Linked DNA regions of Ovis aries: region 2 is linked to region 1. The links are chromatin contacts, called in public Hi-C maps. All regions are on one chromosome and are shown on one strand. The core of a region is the stretch at or near the end of the contact, and the rest is flanking DNA. Distances in the headings are between cores, read along the strand shown. Region 1 has its middle 94 kb from the start of SCOC. Region 2 overlaps MAML3 (mastermind like transcriptional coactivator 3).

Evidence for each region. A called contact is a pair of places that touch in the nucleus more often than the background predicts.
Region 2: a contact with region 1 is called in a Hi-C map of hypothalamus, with 6 times the contacts expected there. The contact joins two enhancer-like sites. A contact is called at or near these places in 11 of 16 Hi-C or Micro-C datasets (hypothalamus, liver, mesenteric adipose tissue and 6 more).

Annotation. Positions count from the first base shown.
Region 1 is chr17:17,533,144-17,540,027 of ARS-UI_Ramb_v3.0, forward strand. No RefSeq gene overlaps it. Among named protein-coding and RNA genes, the nearest start is that of SCOC, 94 kb to the left of the region's middle. Within about 2 kb of position 4,473, at least 21 of the 54 cell types and tissues checked have an H3K27ac peak or open chromatin away from gene starts, as enhancers often do. A contact at or near this core is called in hypothalamus and liver, where this site is marked.
Region 2 is chr17:18,063,815-18,070,723 of ARS-UI_Ramb_v3.0, forward strand. The region is part of intron 2 of MAML3 (mastermind like transcriptional coactivator 3); the gene reads left to right. Among named protein-coding and RNA genes, the nearest start is that of MGST2, 59 kb to the right of the region's middle. Within about 2 kb of position 3,632, at least 45 of the 54 cell types and tissues checked have an H3K27ac peak or open chromatin away from gene starts, as enhancers often do. A contact at or near this core is called in hypothalamus and liver, where this site is marked.

The sequences.
Region 1 (6,884 bases), core at 3,223-5,722:
CCCAAATGAGGAAACTGAGGCGCAGACAAATTAAATAACTTGTCTGCATTTACACAATCTGGGTTCCTCAGCCCTGCAAGTGACCTCAGACAGCTCTCACTTTATCTGTCTGAAAAACAAACTCAGAGGAAGAGCAGAGGCACGGATTAACTGACCGACTACAGCACCCTCCTGTAAATGTTTACACTCAGAGGCCTGGAACAATGCCTCTGCTTATCTTCCAGACGACCCCCTGATGCAGGCAAAGGGGGAAAAAATAAATTTGCTAAGCTTCCGACGTAGGCATCGTCCCGATCAGAGACAAGAGCATCTCCGTAATGATGAAGAGCACCATAATTTTAACCTTGTTATTGGACTAAGCACAATTTACACTGGTGATGAAAAAGAAAAGGAAAAGATTTATGAGATGTAAGATAGAAAGATAAACTCTTGTCCCTTAGTGGCTATTAGAAACATTGCCAAAATACCATAAACGTGTGAAGGATGACATGATTATTTTTGCATTTCCACTGGGGATTCCCTACACTGCAGGAATTTATGGGGACAGAAGTCCACAGTACAGATGGCAGAGATAGGGGGTGGATAGAGAGACGCCACACTGACCAAGCCCCAGTCTGAGGCAGCTATGGAGCAGGTGGCTTTAGGCATTGAGAGCATACACAGTCACCTAAGGCTCCACACCTGCCTGCACCCTCTCTATCTCCTACTCCACCCACCTGCTCTTCAACAGCTTTGGTGGCCATTACACTGTCCCATGTTTCATCAGGATTTGGTGTCAGATTTTGATCCACCAAAAAATCTGGAACCTGAATGGACAAGACAGTCAAGGAGACACAGAGAGAACCAGCTGACACTCATCTACCTGCCTTATAACAACAAAGCTCCATAAACAGAAGCTTCCAAGATGTCAGAGCCACCAACTCGGCCCCAAGGAACCAGAAGTTTTCTAAAAGAGAAAGGGACTAGACGACGGAATGTGGTTTAACTGAAACCACTAGGGAAATGTTCTTGCAGCTGACCAGTCTAGACTGGAAGGGACTTCGTCAGCATTCACATCTGAAGGTCCAGTCACAGGAAGTTAATCACGGCGGGGTCTGCTGAGTCAGGTTCAGGATGCAGGCTGTATAAAGACCCGGGGTTAAAGCAGGTAATGAGTTCAAAAGTCCGCGGAGCTAGCAGCCAGCCTCCTGGGCAGGAAGTAACTTCAGGCATTGACCTCTGGAGTAACTTGAGAGCAGTTTTGGTCTTAGTAAGCTAGAACAACTATTGGGGAAATTGGGGTTCCGAGATTTTGTTCATTCTTTGGTAACATCACTCGTTTCTTCCTGAGCACCTAGTAGAGACCTCTGCACCTCATGGGCCTGTCATACAGAAGCCAACCAGTGGGGGTGAGGGTTCACTTTCCACACACTGGGTCTCATCTCAGTGGATCCCTATCACTCCAACACAGATAGTGAGGGGAACAGCTACAGAGCATCTGCCGGTCAGGGCTCCCTTGCGGCCCAGCGGTTAAGAATCTGCCTTCCGATGCAGGGCATGCAGGTTTGCTCCCTGGTTGGGGAACTAAGATCCCACGTGCTGCAGGGTAACTCAGCCCAGGCTCAGCAACTCCTGAGCCCACACCACAGCCAGGGAGAGGCCCGCATGCCACAACTGAGACCCGACATAGCCAGAAATAAACAAGCATTCTTTAAAAAGAATATCTGCCTGTCACTCGAGATGTCCAAACGAGAGATGCTACGTGAATAGGCATGTGTGTAGACAGTCTTGTGAAGCATGCACTTGTGAAGTTAGTGATGTGGAGTCCCTCTGTGTGTACAAATGAGGGCCACGTGCCTGAGATACGGGATTGAATTATGACAACTGCTATATCTGACCAAGACAGTACTTTGCTTGCTGTATTCCATATCTAAATTTAAGCTGCAAATGGAAAAAAAAAAACAACACAGATTTTACAACTCTAAATACACTCTCTACTACAGAGAACAGTGACTAAAGCGAAAGCAAAAATAACTGCTCACACCACGATTTGAGAAAACCTAAATCTGAAAATAATCATTTTTATTTGTATGCAACCAAATAAGGATATTAGGGAAGCAGTGAGTCACCAGCATTCTAGCATTTACCAGATACCAACATGATGTGAGGGAATTCTTGAAGGTCAGATTTGCATATTCTAAAATTTACATTAAACCTTGCCCCTGATGTGTAACCTGAAGCTCCCATCTGAAAAATGGGCCAGTCACAACTTTACAGAAGAGCTATGGTACAGCTCCCATGAATGATTTCGATACTTTCAAAACTTCAAACACATGGGAATAAGTCTTCACATCGGAAGAGTGCTTTAGGCTTTTAAAAGCACTTTTACCTACATCATCTCATTTGATCGCATTTGATTCTCACAACATCCTTGAGGCAAGGTGTTTGTAGGTGGGTGGTTGTCATAACAAAATATCGTTGAACTGGGGGTCTTTCTGTAGAGACAGGATGAATCACTACTGGGTACAAAAAAAAAAAAACAAAAAACAAAAAAAAAACAGATGATAACTAAGAGATGGAGAGAATCTAAACTCCCTGTTAACATGTCACACAGTCTCAGTATAAACCAAAGTGCTTCAAGTGCCACAACTCAGCAGAAAGGTTTAAGAACTGCTTGCAATCCCAGTGTGTTTTTGCTTCTCTATGCTTTTAGAACACGGTTAAAAGAGAGTTAGAGAGTGCTCTGGGCTTTTGTTTTGAAACCTCTTCAGCTTGTTGCCTATTTGTCTACAGATTGTGAGATTAGTCTATTTGCTTTAAACAGATCGAACAACCTTTCAAATAAGCAGACTTCTACGATGGGTTGACTTATTTTGGATGTGCAAAGATGTTTGCTGAGCTTCTCACCTGAGACTCGACGATCCTGTCTCAGCGTGTCACAGTTAAGAGTTCAAAGGGGAGTGCCGTCTGTTGTAGCCTGTTTTGCAAGATGGCAGAAGAAAAATGTCTCTGTTACAATATGATCAGCTATCGGCATCTCCCCAGGGATTTTTCATGAACCTAAGAAGGAAATCTTAGTCAAGTTCCCAAGGGTAAACCATCTTTGTCAAGAGACCACTGAGAACAATTTCTAAAGATGGAAGACACGCACCTCTGTGTTCCCAGCATCTGGGTTAGCAGTGGGGGTGGAATGGAGGGCTGCTTAAGCCTTGCCTCTCAGAAAAAGCATCTTCTAGTGAATTGTGGATAATTGTATAGGTTTTACATATTAACTTATCACAGCAAAAATAACAAAATTAAGGAATGAAGATAATGTCCATATTGCACCCCTCAACCCCTCCTTCATTCTACAGAGGGAAAGCGGTGAAAAGGGAATAAAAGGGCTGCCGCCAATCAAGGAAGTTTACACTTCAGCCCACCCCGATCAGGCCTAGTTACCACTGGTCTTTGTGCACACAACTCACTGCCTGGGGGGTTGTTCAGCCAGAAAGGACAGGGTGAGAGAGTCAGGGGGTGCTGGGCATCAGGACATTAAATAGCAGATCATACTAGAAACCAGGGCTCAGGATACAAGCTTTCTGGTCCCAAATGCATCTCTAATCACTTTCATGACTTTGGACAAGGCATTCTACCCGCTTCCTGTGTACAACTGAGGAGGTTGGTCTAAGTGTTCTCCAAGGCTCCTAATAGCTCCTTAAAATTAGTGTCGTTTTGGTAAAGTGAGTGTAGGGAGGTTGTGAAATGAAGCATGATTATCCCTGTTGGCTGTAAAAGAAAAGGCCCTTGAAGGCAGTGAGAAAACAATCCACAAGGAATCCTTGTGCTGGGTTAGGCAACTATACAGAAACACAGAATAATGTGTCCTGCATAACACCAGTACATGAGGCCATATAAAACTGGGTTCAGGTAAGAAAGCCCACATCTTAACGCAGAAAACCAGGCTTCTGAACCTGATCAGGCATACAACTAAGCTGTGCCCTAGCTTCCTTACAGTCTCTCTCCGTGATAATGTAGCACCTTGCGCACACAATTAAATGTCAGCCACAGAAAACATTTCCCTTGGCTTTGTTGTTCCAGAAGGGGATTCTTTTGTCCTCAACATAATGGATATGCAGAAACAATGATAGAACAGACTTTTTTTTTTTCCTAAAGCGATGACAAACACACTGCTGCTTCCTCCCTCCCTCCTTTCCTCTTATCCCCACCCCCCAAAATAAATCATTGCTTTTTTAAAAAAAAATCCCATTGTCTATTGTCCACGGAGATTAAGATCTGCCTAGGAACCGCGCTGGCGGGCTCGAAGCTGCCGCGAGCAGCCGGTAGGTGGCGCACGAAGGCAGCGCAGGCGGGAGCTCGGGACCCATCCCGGCGGGGGCGGTGGGGGGCGGTGGGTGCGGGGGAATCTCACCGCCCCCACGCCCGCCCGCCGCCGCCTTCCACCCCCTCCTCACGTGCTAATTGCTGAATACTCTACTGGGACTTGGGTTAAGGGAAAAGAAAGCGGGAATGGGAGGTGGGGGAGGGAGGTGGGGAATCCGGTTCCGAATACACAAAGCCTCCGGGGTCGACGGCCGAGGAGCAGGGCGTCCCCTCCCTTCCCCCAGTCACCCACCACCGTCCGGCCGCACCCGGCGGAGGCTCCGGCCAGACGGGCAGACCGACCACTGGCGGTGGGAGGCGGGTGGTGAGGGGTGGGGATCGCCGGGGGAAAGGGATCGGGGGTGTGATCTGTGTTCAGAGCCCCACGCCCCGGTCCTTGGCGCACGCCTAAGCCTGGATACCTCCCTCTCTAGCTCATCCATCCAGAGCACCCCAGTTGCTGTCCAGCCGAGCATGAGGCTGCCTTCCGACTCGGGCAAGGCCAAGGCCAGGATCGCTGCAGGCCCGGCCCCCAAGCAACAGGGTCGGGTGGGTCCCGGAGGAGCAGGCTCCCATGTGGCTGCCTGAGCACGGCTGGCGCCATCCGCATGCGTCCCTCAGGAGGACTGGCGACCCTGCCCCTCCCTGGTCGCGGGCTGGCACTGTCACCCCGCCCTGAAAGGGCCACGCGGTCATCCACGACCCTCAACCTCTGTCTAGTAGAACATGGTGTTACATGCTTGATGGGCCTAAAGTCAGATGCCTGGGTTGAAATGTGAGCTTTGACACCTGGGGTCTTTTGATCTTGGGGATGTCCCTAAACTCCCCAATCTTCCTTCTCCCCAACTATTAAAAGCGGCAGTAATGCTTACCTTACAATAATGATGTGAGGATTTTTTAAAAGTGATGCTTAACTTAGCAGGAGGCCAGCCTAGAGTAACTTAGTATTAACAACCCGACTCTCCTTGGAGCTGGAGGAAGATGCCCAGTTTGCTGCCCCCTGAGACCCATCTGGCGTCTCTGTCTCCTAGACTGAGGAGAAGCGGGCCAAGAGATGAGCTGAAGAACATCCACAGACTGGTCACTCCCAACAGCAAATGCCATTAGTTTGTCCTTCTTCGGCCCTCTGCCTCTATCCATCTTCCTGCCCCTGATGCTGGGCCGTGGCAGTGTGGGGACCCTGTCCTCTCCTCCCTCTTTCCTGGGTATATGTTCTCTTCTCAGTTGGAAAGGTCTCAGAGAGTGTATAACATGGGCTCTAGGGTCAGACACACTCAGACTGGAAAATTCTGAGCCCACGTCTCCTAGCTGGGACATTGGGTGTGTCATTTAACCTCCCTGATCTTCAGTTTGCAGGTTTATGAAATGGTGGTCATGATTCTTACCTAAGGGTTCCTCTGAAGATTAAAGGAGATAATGTTTCTAAACAGCCAGGTATGTACTATCTGTTCAGTCAGTTTTTAAGTTTACAGTTGAAATTAGGTCAGATTATCTTGCAGATCACTGGAGTTTCTGCAGACAGCCACCAAAGTTGAACCCCCAGAACTACTACCGTTGAGTGTCTTGTCTCCCTCCTGAGTCAGCAAGCTTTATTTGCCCTCCAGGAAGAGAGCAGAAATACAGTGAGGGCACACTCTCCCCAGAGCCTCACAGGTATAACTCAGACACTTAGATAGGCTTATTCAGTCTTTGAGGCCACCAGAGGCTCATTTTAGAGCAATACTCCATCTAGAAGTTTCTCTGGGGGTGGGCCTTGCTTTCAAGCTGCATCTAAGCCATGGTGTGCGCCTGGATAGTGAGTGACTAGGTTACTCTCAGCATTTGTCACAAATGTGCTTGCTGCTACACAGCCGAGATGTGGTGGCTGGGGCTGGACACTGAACCACCCCCTACTTGAGGCAGACAGGTCAAGAACGTTGGCTCTTTTCTAGAAAGACACTTGGACATTACCATGAGCGTCAGATTTGTATGGCTCTTGGGAAGAGCTCAGGTATTTGTTTTGTTTTGTCTTTTTTTTTGTCTGTACCAAGTCTTGGTTGCAGCATGTTGGGTCTAGTTCCCTGACCGGGACCTGAACCTGGACCCCCTACATTGGGAGCACAGAATCTTAGCCACTGGACTGTGAGGGAAGTCCCAGCCCTGGTGTTTGTATAGCTCTTGAGAGAAGATCATTTCCCGTGGGCAGCAGTAGAGCCACGAGGCAGCCAAGGTAGCCAGCCTCCAAGACGGCCCCCAAGGACCCCTGCCTCCCAATATTCATGTCCTGGTGTAGTTCCCTCCCTGTTAAGCAGGGTGACTTGTGTAACCAAGTGTGTGTGACTTCCAAGGCCAGAACATAAGAGACATTGTGACTTCCATTTTGCTGTCTCCTGTATCACTCACTGTGGGGGAAGCCGGTGTCATGAGAACACTCAAGCAACGATGTGAGTGGATATGGTCCACGCATCAAGGAACTGAGGCCTTCTGCTGTCAGCCAGCACTGACTTCCCAGGGAAAATGATGTGAGTGAGCATCTTGGATGAAATGGGTCCTCTTACCCCTGTCAG
Region 2 (6,909 bases), core at 2,382-4,881, 530 kb after region 1:
TGTTGCAACAGGCAGGATCTTAGCTGCAGCATGTGAACTGTTAGTTGTGGCACATGGGATCTAGTTCCCTGGATGGAACCCAGGCCCCCTGCATTGAGAACATGGAGTTTTAGCCACTGGACCACCAGGGAAGTCCCCTTTCAGACATTATTTTTAAATTTTCCCAGTGATTGTGGGGAGGGTGAAAATCAGCAAAACATGTATTTGTTAAAGAGTCAAACGTGTGAGTAGGAATGCCATCCTGCTCACTGAGAACCTAGAAAGAAAATCAGGTTTAAAGTCTTAGACCTCATTATCCTAGGAATTAAGCTAGAACCAGAGACACAGCACTTCCTTCACCCTGACTTTCTAAAGCTGCATGATCAAGAAGTCATAGCAATAATAGTGATAACAAGCTATGTGTTACGTGGTCAGGATCATGCCAGTCACTGGACCCTGGAGCTTCTACCCAAGCCTATTGGGTTCCTCCACTGCTCCTTCTTAAAAGCCGAACAAAGAACTTTCCTGCACCCATTTAAGCAGACTTAGCATTGCACCCCCAAGTTACTGTCCTGTACATGATAAGCTTGCTAAATTGGTAAACTACCTCAAAACTCAGTCATCTTGGTGACACAGCCACATCATAAAACAAACTTTTTTATCCAAACTTCCTCAGTAATCTGCTGAAACAGAGGTGTTTATATGGGGTGGGTCTATTGGGGCACTGCTATGAATGTATTACAAGCAACTCTCCAAACCACAGTGAAAAATTATTCTGGACAAGGACAAAGAAAGTCTTTAAAAGAAGCCACCATCCTGAAACCAAGTTTCTGCCCTGACACTTGATCAACTTCAAAGAGAATTCTAAGGTTTTATTTTATTTTGTTTCTTCCTTCCATTTCTGGTTGAATGGGCTAATCTTATGCCCTTTCTTTAAATGTCAAAGTTGATACCACAAAGGCATCCTAATTTTGGGTATCAGGCAACATATAAAACATGATGTATATTTTTGTGCTCTTTCAGCTTCATCCTTTGATCCCAATAGAGTGTCTACCTTTTGCTTCTATTCCCATCCCTCTCCCGCACCCCCTCCTTCCCATTTCTCTTTACTCCAGAGCCCTCTTGGGTGGTCTGCTCAATTTAGACCAGATGCACATTCTGGTCAGTGGAAAAGTCAGAATCCCAAAGACTATGGGACATCAGGCAAGTTACTTAACCTCTCAGAGACTCAGATTTTTTTTTGTTTTAATCAACAAAATGAGTTTGATTACACAAATGAAAACAGTCATACAGTAAGGTACCCCATACATGCTAGTTGTCTTCTATTGTTGCTTTGGGTCTTTTTCATGTCTGAAGAGGGAGCTTTCCTCAAATCTTAGCTTTCCTACTGTATATAGACCAGGAGACAGGAAGCCTAGTGGCATTTGATGCTTTCTCCCTGAGCAAAGGAGTTGAACTGGCCTCACCCATTCCTGGATCTTGGCTGCTCCTCAGCCTTCACAGCAGAGCTGCAGGAACACTGACCTTTCTGGAAGAATCACAGCATAGGCTTTTTTTTCCAGAATTCTTAAGCTTATACTGCCTGCACAGCCCTCTGAAAATTAGAGAACTCTGTTCCAACTGCAGAAGAATTTGCAATAGAAACCTAAGTAGCTCAGCACTCTGACTTGCTTTGGAAAGTACAGGGTTTGTCATCTAATCAGGGCACAGACAGTGCTGATACCCTAGGTTGCAGTCAGTGCTCATACACCAGGATTATTTGCCCCAGTGAGTCTCAAAATATGGGGCATCGTGGTGACGGGAGTGTGTTTTCAGTCGCTCAGTTGTGTCTGACTCTGCAACCCCGTGGATTGTAGCTGGCCAGGCTCCTCTGTCCATGGGATTCTCCAGGCAAGAATGTAGGAGTGGGTATTCATTCCCTTCTCTGGGGGATCTTCCTGACCCAGGGATCAAACTCAGGTATCCTGCATTGCAGGTGGATTATTTAACAACATCTGGGCCACCAGGGAAGCTCTGTGGTTATCCTGGGGCATGTTAAATTGCACCCAGAGACTCTTGTTCTGGAGACCTGGAGTAGAGTCTGAAAATTTGCATTTCTAACGAGCTCCCAGGTTATGCTAATGATGCTGGTCCTAGACCCACACTTTGAGAACCCCTGGTTTAGCCCATCATGGTTCCCCAACAGCCCACCCTACACTGAAAGTGTAAGAGGTTTTAGCACCTTCTTAGCCATTTTCTCTCTATAGCTCATTCATCCCCAGAGTTTCCTTTGTCGAGGGAGGATTCCTACTGGATATGATTTCCATTTGAGGAGGTGCGGGTAGAGACCAAGCAGTCAGGTGGCCTCCTGAGCCTGAGAATGCCAGCTCACCACCCTGAGCCCCGGGGAGTCCACCCAGCTCCGCAGTGGGTGTCGGATTCTGACACGAAACTGCTGAACTCCTTCCCAGCAAGTGTGGTATTCTGCGTGAAAAGTCAGCTTCCACCTTTGAAAAGACTCTCTCTTCCTGAAACTTAAAACTTGACCAGTACCTTTACAGGAGAAAGCACCCCCCCCCCCTGAGAGTGGTGATAGGTTGGACACAGAAGCGGCGTGACGTATAAAATCTAGACAAAATTCCATTTGGGCTTTTTTTTTTTTTTTAATTACTTGACCCGCTTAAGTGTGTGTGTGAAAAGCACAGATTTGTTTTCTGAGACATGCTTTTTGTTTCTATATTAATTTTACTTTTCCCTACCGTGAACAATCCTCCTGTCTCCCCCCATTTCCTCCAGAACCCGCTTCCTTCCCAATGACGCTCGGCGAGGAAGAGGGTGGCGAAATGCGCCCGGGAGCGCGCAGCGATCTCACCCGCTGCGTAGCGGCTCTCAGGCCGAGGACCTGGGGGCCCCTGGGCGGCTCTCCCGGTCCCCTCGGCCCCCCGCACTGCCCCTGCCCGCGCCCGGACCTCCCGGTCGGTTTCTTTGTTAAGAACGCCTGCGCGGAGAGGCATCTTCGGCCCTTCAGGGCGCACGGGTTCCACTCCTGACTTCTCAGTCCCCTAAGGGCTTGTAAGCACAGAGGCTCGAGTCGAGAGGCTAAATTACGCCCCAGGAGGCTTCTTAAGTAAAATCCTAAATTTCATTTAGGCTCTTCGTAAGCCCTTCGATGGCGAAGCCACTAAGCCCAGGCTCGCACGCCCCCAGCGCCGCCCTCCCCGCACCGGCTTCTTGAGGCTGGGTTATGGGGGAACCCTGTCCCTCTCAGATGGTCCGCCCCTAGGTCTGGGGTGCGCCACTGTCCCTCCCCTCTCGGGTCGCCACCTCCCCCATCACCTCCCCCAACTCCCGGCCCTTCCGTTTCCTTGCATAGCCTCCCCCAACCCCCACTTGAAATCTCCCTCCCCTCGGGCTGGAAGCAAAGTCGGTAATAAGAAACCAGTTCAGTGTCAGTCGGATAGAGGGGGTAGATAACCCCAGAGATACACGGCAATGGAGAGAGAACTCGTTTTGTGTAAAGAGGGCCTCGAGTCACCAGGGAATTCCTGGATTGTCTTGGGCTGTCGTGTGTGATGTCCATCACGCCGTGCGAACACCATCTGCTCGGTATTATGCTCTCAGTTGCCAGGCTACCTGCTGTACGCAGTAACACTTGACTGCCTGGCTCCGCGCTCGCAGCGTTAGCCCAGACGCGCCGGGCGGGGGGACCGGTGGGGGAGAAAGGCGAGTCATGATTAAGCCATCTGCAGGCTGGGGGTGGGGGGACACGCCGCGCGGGCGGAGCGGGCGGGCTGGCAGCGAGGACCGGGCTGACACCACCATCTGCTGGGGCAGAGACAGAACAGCAGCTGTTCCTTGTTCCCCCCCGCCCCACCTGAACACCTGAAAAAAGGCTGAAGCCCTGAGCCAGTTCTCCACTGGGCGCCCCCACCCGAGTCTCCATCACCACCCGCAGCCTCCCTTCCAAGGAGCCGGCAGTCTCTGGTTCACCGCCAGCAACCCCAGCCCTTCTCACCCGAACACTATGCATTTCTTGTAAGAGACATAAAGCTTCCCTGTGCACAGATTTATAAATAAACAGCTGGCTGCTCTTAAGAGATATTTTTACCACAGCTGTTTTTTGAAGTAGAAAACGGCCTCTTATGGAGGGAGGTAGGGTGTTTTTTATACCTCCTACCTCTCTCTCCAGCCCATAGAAAATTGCTAAGATTTTTTTCCTGGAGGAGAAGATACGTAAAATAGATTCATTGGTTTTGATGCCCCCCCCCCCTCCTATATTTTACTGAAGAGTGAGAGCTTTGGGAAATAATGAAGATCTATGTAATCAATTGGATTTCTTGAGAGGAAGAGATGGAATTAAGATTCTGGGTGGAAGGCAAGGGAGGTCGTTGAGCAGGGGATGGAGTGGAGAACAAGCTAGTAATTAAAACTAAAAATACTGCATCACTTGGCTTCAAGGCATTACATTTCTGGTGACGAAAGCTCAGCCTGGTTTTCTCTAATTGCACACACAGTGTGTGTCCTCCTTAGAAACAAGAGCTGTGGCTTGAAATCCTGAAATTCGACAGACTATTGCTCATTAAGAACTCTTAGGCTGGAGGTTAAAAGCCACCATGTCATGTGAAACAGCTAATGGCCTCAGCCAGCTCAATTTGTAAGGTGAGTCACTTGGCGCAGCTTCACACTTGGCATGCACACCTAAGGCTGGGGCCCTAGTGTCACTCACCCACTGTTGAATGCAGCAGAACTGGTTGGGAGAGGTGTATCAACCTAGGCTCACAGATGTTTCTTATGGAAGGGAGTCCTTTAAAAATGCACATAGCCCTCCTGCCTCTCGGGGTTCCATTCAGGTCGCTGCAGGGAAACCGGTCTTCAGGTCTTCAGTGAGAAACCTGAAAGGAAAATCTTTGAGAGGGAATCATTTGGGGAAATACAGAATCCTGGGAGGTAATAACCAAACTTTCCCTTTGGGAAGGGTTTTTCTCACTGTGCTTTTGAAGTACAGCACCACCCCCAGCCCCATCTGAAAGTAGAGCATTCCTATGAAATCTTTTCTAAGCCGAAATGGCCTGCAGTGAGTAAGCAAACACCTTGGGACACATCTTGCCAAGAGTGTGCAGAATAAATAGAGATAAAACACAGATGCTCACAGAGTTCAAAGCTGTGGGGACTTGATGCTGAGATGCTGAGTGTAGTTCCTGGGGGAGGAGCTTGGTGGCGCCACTCTCACAGCTGGGGGTGCCTGCTGTCTCTATAATCACTCTCTGCAAAACTGAACACTGATGATATTTTAGATTTTCACCTTTTTCTATAAACTCTAAAATCCTCTTCAGATGTCTCCTGGTTAGCAAAACCAGGTACTAGTGTAGGTCTTCTGTAAAAGCTAAGTGGCATAAAGTGAACTTTTGAAAAGTGGGTGATATCTATATTTATTTTTGGTCCAGGAAGACAGGGACTGGAAGAGCTGAGATGAATCTACATCCTCACCTCATTTGCCTCTCCCTTTCTTTCTGGGTGGAGAGAAGGCTGGGAAAGCAACTCATCACTACTTACCGCTTCTGGGCAAGCTCACCAGGTACTTGCGGGCTGATCTCATAGGACAAGAATATCTCAAAGTGCACAAAGATAAACGGGGCCAGCCCACACCAGACCTCTCATAAAATCAAGCTGAAGAAAACTTGATCTCCCCTTGGGTCTCATTTTCTTTTCCCACTGTCTCCTCCTTATCAAAACTGGAGATTTCAAATATGCTTAAATACTCAGAAAAAAAAAAAGCTGTATATCTGTATTTTTGCTGATTGGTTAACTGTCTGTTGTGTGAATTCCTTTGTTAAAGTGTTAAGTCAGTTGGCCATTTGTCTCCAAAGGTGGCAAGAAACAGCTTTATCCCACTGGAAGAAAGGGTTTGGAAAACAGGAGGCAAGTTTAGGGGGAAAAGAAGAGAGTAAAATATCTTGACCTCTGCAGGGATTAGTGTTAAAGTAAACTTTTTGGTAGCATAAAATTCCAGCCATTGTTGACTATGCTGTATTTTCATTAACATAAATATTTCATAACTCTACCTTTTCATTGTCTATGTACAGAAAAAATACACAAGGACAATAAGTTTTAACTTCAGCAAGATCACACTTGCATTTGAAAACTAGAGCACAGTGTATTTGTGGGACAGAAACTGTATATTTAGTTTACAAGCAATTCTTAGGCACACTCTTGGCACCATGGACCCATCGTACAGGAAAAACCTGTGCTTATGGAAAGAATACTGAATTTAGTCTCAGAATCAATGTTTCAGTTCAATGAGTGCTGATTCTTCCATTTACTAACTGTGTGGCCTGGGTCACCACACTAACCAGAGTTTTTTTTTAATTTTTTTTTAATTTTATAGAAGTATAATTGATTTACGTTGTGTTTCATTTCTGCTGTATAGCAAAGTGACTCATAAATATATATACACACACACACATTCTTTCATATTCTTTTCCATTATGGTCTGTCACAGGGTATTATATCCAGTTCCCTGTGCTATACAGTAGGACTTTATCCATATATATGCTTATCCATCCTATATATAATAGTTTGCATCTGCTAATCCCAAACTCCCAGTCCCTCCCTCCTCAACCACTCTCCCCTTGGCAGCCACGAGTCTGCTCTCTGTATCTGTAAATCTGTTTTTGTTTCATAAATATATTTATTTATGTCACATTTTAGATCCCACATATAAGTGATATCATATGGTATTTGTCTTTCTCTGCCTGACCGACTTAGTCTGATAATCTCTAGGTCTGTCCAGGTTGCTGCAGGGGCTAATATTTCAGTCCTTTTTGCCACTGAGTAGTATTCTGTTGTATATATGTGTCTCGTCTTTATCCACTCATCTGTCGATTTAGGTTGTGAGATTTAGGTTGCTTCCATGTCCGAGCTATTGTGAATAGTGCTGCTATGATCATAGGG